Regions from separate parts of the Danio rerio genome. Here region 2 is linked to region 1. A link is a contact called in public Micro-C data. All regions are on one chromosome and are shown on one strand. The core of a region is the stretch at or near the end of the contact, and the rest is flanking DNA. Distances in the headings are between cores, read along the strand shown.

Region 1 (2,700 bases), core at 125-2,624:
ATTGTATTAACAATGTGCTTGCTGGTTACTCTTTTTACATACAGGCACTTTTTTTTTCTTTTAAAAATGGGCATCCTCTTTTTTTCAGGCACAAATATCAAAATGACTTTTGAAATTAATTTTTTTTTTTTTTTAACAGTATTTCCTTTAATATTTTTCTGCATTTTGACTGGAACGAAAGCAGTTTTAAAAATGTTTAAAAACCATTTTAAGGTCAAAATTAAAAAAAAAAAATTCAAAAGTGTAAGAAATTGGAAAAATATCCAATATCATGCCAGATTATGTCAATTTGCCTAGTCAACATAATAACCAAGTTAAGTCTTTGAATTGCACTTTAAGCTGAACACTAGTGTTCAAAATACGAAGAATATGTTACGATAAAATATGAACAAAATAAATTAGTTATAAGAAGTTTGGGAAACATTTAAAAAAAAATTCACAGGAGGGCTTACAATTTTGACTTAATGTAGCCTATAGAAACATTACATTTTACTACAACAGCTAAAATAATATAACATTAAGCAAATCCCAGCATTTGTTTTATTTTTATTTATCCTTAGCAAGTTGTCCATCAATATTGCCATACAAAACTTATTGTAAATTGCTAACGAAATTATTTGTAATGTAAAATCCTGATTATTACAAACAGGCTATATATATTATAGAAAAAAATATTAGCTTTTGTTTAAAATGTTGAGCACAGTTCGTTTATCTCACCGCAAAAACAGAATTGTTGCGCTCAACCAACTGCGATCAGAACATCATTAACATTCTTTTTAAAATGCGTACTAAAACCCATAATCCATAGACGGGTTAAACGAATGTGTTTTTTTTTTTTTTTTTTTTTTTTTTTGGAAAAAGTAAATGCGTCTTCTCTATCAAAATGTACACCGTTATCATATTTTTTGCCTATTCTTTAAAAAAAATTGCTCTCATTGTGCGTTTATGGTTTTTACGCACAGAAGAAAGTTTTTATTTCCAAATTTAAATAAATAAATATATATTTTACACAAATTATAAGCTAATATTTTATGTAAACATTATAAGCAAAAAAAGGCTTGCTTTGATCGTAATAAATGAAAACGTGACGACAAAAGGATCGAATAGAATCTCAATGAGGAAATGGTTAAGCAACCAGTAAAACCCCAAACAATCTCTCTCTCGCTCACTCACTCACTCCCTCTGTTGCTTTTTCTTTCTTTCTGATTCCCTCTGAATAACCTACGATCGTTTCCCATCCTCTGTGATCCATCCACGACCTTTTCAACTATGAGAGAAAAAAACTGCTCACACGTCACTGGTGAAGGTGGATCATAATATGTGCCAATACCTATAAAGCTCGAGCGCGCGAGATGCACTGAAGACTCATATAGCTCACCTAACAGAGACAGAATCTGAAAGGGGATATTTTTACAGTCGTGCTGAGGTGAGTAAACATTCATTGTCTGACACTGTTTCACCTGTAAGTCACCTTTAGCTCTGTAATTGAGATGATGTGATTCTAGACTGCTGATTGCAGCTGCAAATCTGACAGAGACTGATTTTTGTTACACTCTTAAATTGAGACTCTGTAACTGATATTAGGTGTAGTTAGATCATTATCAAGAGTCGGTTTCCAAAAGCATATATTTTAGGATTAAAAACAAAATTCTGAAGCTCAGTTTCCGTATATTCGAATAAAAGTTGAATAAAAAAACTAAGGCACAGCATTTTTAAATTGAATTTCTGTAGCCTGCTATAAATGTGCTATTCAATATACAGACTGAATGGGGTTTACTTACGTTTAAATGTTTGAGAGGAGAGATTTTCTGCATTACGCACATATTAGTGCTTGTTAATTTCCAAACTTCCCGTTATCAAGTTCGTTAGTGTGGCTGAAAGCAGGACTGTCCTTAAAGTTGCACCCCAAGAAATCGTGGATAAACTCGAATGAAAGACATGCCAGCGCATGCAACTTGTAAAACTGTTTGGAATAGTTGTCAGTTTCTTGGCTTTCTCTGTGAAGTTGGAGAGACTGGATGCAGAGTAGATCCCCCTTTTCCCCTCATGATTCACTGTAGGGTGAATGTAAAGTTGTATTCCTATTCTATTTCCAGATATTCGAGGAGCGCGTAAAGAGAGCTTCTTGCGTATTGCACAACTTCTGGAGGCGCTCCATCCCGCAGATCATAACTGGAACAACACGCACAGGCGCACGTGGATTCTGTTCTTTCTCTTTTGGCTTTTGATCATCGTTCGAGATGTTCGGGCACGATTTCTGCCTCGTGTCCGCTTTGCTTTCGGTTGCCGATGCCGTCTTACCGACAGTGCTGCTGCTCGCGGTCTCGCGGCTGCTTTGGGAGTTCAGGTGGAGCATCACCCGGGACAAGACGTGTAAACTCCCACTCCCGCAGGGATCCATGGGCTGGCCGCTGGTCGGAGAAACTTTCCACTGGCTTTTCCAGGTAAGACTTTAAAACTCTTGTCGGTTTCTAACAGTTCTGAGCTGTTTTTATAATAATAATAATAATAATAATCTTTTGACTTTATGATTAGATTTTTGTTCTGAAAGTAACACTATTACAAACCAGTTTTGAAATAGAGCCCATAATAGGCTATATTGTGATAATGTTACATTATAATACATTTTTTGAGTAAAATATATTCTGAATTAGGCCTATATTATATTTTATATTTTAATTGGCTAGTAAGTGCAGCTAA
Region 2 (2,700 bases), core at 8-2,507, 71 kb before region 1:
TCCTGGATTAGTGCCTGATATATAAAAGGAAAAATGGTCTCAGCTATCTACTCGTCTGTTTTACAGTTTCTCCAGTGACCGCTAGAGGCAGTCATGTTCTGCTTTTCCCCCATGTCAAATGTTTTTAAGGAACACTTGTAGCTAAAAATCTCTAAAGGCATTCATTTTAAAATGTCTAGCCATAACAAATCCAAATAGGTTTTAAGAGTTAAAGAATCAAAATGACACTGGTAGCACAGCTTTTTCAGACATTACAATGTATCCTGTGTGGTTCTTTTTTAACCATGATCAACAGAAGACTCACTCAAAAGATCTCACTAAAATCTTATGTTAATGTTTATGTTATTCAGAACTAAAATCATTTGATGATTTATGATGATTTAAAAACTCTATTTACATATTCAAATCTAGCAGAAAATTACTCATTAATTGTTCCTGTAAAGTTTTATTATGCATAAATGCATAACCTTTTGTTAAATAAATAAATAATTGAATAAATAAATAAATAAATCGTTAAATAAATTGATATGTGTATGTATAGTTTGATTACTTATTTCTTATATATATATATATATATATATATATATATATATATATATATATATATATATATATATATATATATATGTATGTATATATATATATATATATATATATATATATATATATATATATATATATATATATATATATATATATATATGTATATATGTATATATATATATATATATATATATATATATATATATATATATATATATGTATATATATATATGTATATATATATATATTTTATATAAGTGCAGGTCGGAATATTATTGTATACACATGCAGAACGCATGCAAAATGCAACTTTAATGTTTCAAATAAATTCAAGATAAAATTTTAGAGTAAATAAAAACAGGTTCATGTAAAAATGAAACGTACTTATTCAATTAATGTTTCATTTTTACATCTGTATTTTTGTCCCTGAAATTGTATCTTGAAGTTATTAGTTTCAATGAAAAAATATATATATAAATTATACATTTTGACCAAAATGGAACATCTCAGAGCCAGTCATATACTGTATATATCAGGGATTTCAACAGTATTTAGACTACCAGTGAAGGCTGACTGCAGAATTTATGTGTACATACTGTATGATTAACCTTTTCAGAAAAGCCGCCTGATTTGAATATTCACACCTCTAGGCTATAAAGAAGAAAGTTTGACGTCACACAAACAAGCATCCACGTGTTTTGCTGCTTCAGTCATGAACTGCAAACAACACCCTGTTTAATGACACTCGTGTTTACTTTAGCTGCCTGACAATGATACAATATGGCCATTGGGCATACTTTTTTAAATAAGACAACAGTGGCAAAGTGTATCAGTGCTATACGCATTCATTGATAAATATGATTGAGACAGGTTTTTGAGTGTTTGTTTTGGTTTTGGTGGTTTATGAGGACACAGATTTGTATACAACTACACTGTTAAAAAAAAAAGAAAATCCGTAAATCAGGAGTTTCCCACATTTTGTGATGTGTGTTCTTTATATTTTTAATTTCCCTGTTTATGTATGCTTTTGACTTGAATTATGGGACATCTTACTTGCAACAACTTTTAATCTTGAAAAGTTGGAAAAAGAGACTTTTAATAACATGTTGAATAGTTTAAAGTAATATTTTGTCTGGATTTGTGTTATATATTATATATTATGGTACAAAAACCTTGTAATAAAGTGCCAGTACATTTTCTGTTATTTTACATACTTATTTCTTATACATTATATTATTTCAACATACTAAAATGTCAATAAAATTCACTTTGTTAAACTGTAGAGTTTTCATAATCAGAAATCAACAGAGCATAGTTCAAAGTCCCATAATGCAAATCACAAGCGTAAATCACAGGAAACACTGAAAATACAGAAACTGTTAATGAACAGATTTTATTTACAGTGTAGGTGTTACAATATTAAGGTGGTTTATGAGGTTATGCCCTGTGTCCTGGTAATTCAAAATACTTAAACATCAAACCTAACAGTCATTCAAAATCTGCCACTGGTTTCCACAGGTTTGCCTCAAAGAGATGTGATATAATAAGCTGTTTTAACAATATGAAATACACTAGAGAGTCCTTATAAACCACCAATACAACTATGTGTGTGGTCGAGCAGCAGTTGTGGTTCACTGTGGTCTCTGTCACAGGACGTGTCTAAATCTTTCAGCACTTTAGCACGGAGACGTCCTGTGTCTCAGACAAGAGAAGAGGAAAAGGATGAGAGAGTAAGAGAGAAAATGAAAGAGAAATAGGTTCATCTGTCAGGAGGTCGAGTCCTCCTGGAATATGAGTGTGTGTTTGTGGAGACTTTGGTGAGAGAGTGAAGATATCTGTTGGTCTACAGCCATGTATGCACACTCAAAAAAATAAATAAAATAAGACTAGCTGGTAACTAATCTAAATGACTCTATTGAGAGTGTATGTGACAAATAATATTGCTCTGACTTCATTTGTTTATATCAGGAATTTTCTGTCAAGGCATTTCAGAAGATTTAAAGGTAGAAATGTGCAGTTCTTTAATCATCTAATAAAATGTGCTTAAGTTAAAGATCGGTGAAATAAATTCCGATTAAAAAATATCAATGTTTAATGAAAAATCCTAAACAAAAACTACTGTAAATTTTAGGTTTATCATCTAATCAGGGCTTCACA

Evidence for each region. A called contact is a pair of places that touch in the nucleus more often than the background predicts.
Region 2: a contact with region 1 is called in a Micro-C map of caudal fin, with 10 times the contacts expected there. The contact joins the enhancer-like site here to the promoter of cyp26c1 in region 1. A contact is called at or near these places in 2 of 18 Hi-C or Micro-C datasets (caudal fin and an unstated tissue).

What each region holds. Positions count from the first base shown.
Region 1 is chr17:20,814,411-20,817,110 of GRCz12tu, reverse strand. It overlaps cyp26c1 (cytochrome P450, family 26, subfamily C, polypeptide 1), which reads left to right and starts at 1,374. Exons shown (of 7, transcript NM_001029951.2): 1 at 1,374-1,426; 2 at 2,097-2,444. The coding sequence starts at 2,241. The region is part of intron 5 of LOC141378551 (a long non-coding RNA gene); the gene reads right to left.
Region 2 is chr17:20,885,483-20,888,182 of GRCz12tu, reverse strand. All of the region lies in intron 5 of LOC141378551 (a long non-coding RNA gene), which reads right to left. Among named protein-coding and RNA genes, the nearest start is that of reep3a, 20 kb to the left of the region's middle. Within about 2 kb of position 1,257, at least 1 of the 62 cell types and tissues checked has an H3K27ac peak or open chromatin away from gene starts, as enhancers often do. A contact at or near this core is called in caudal fin, where this site is marked.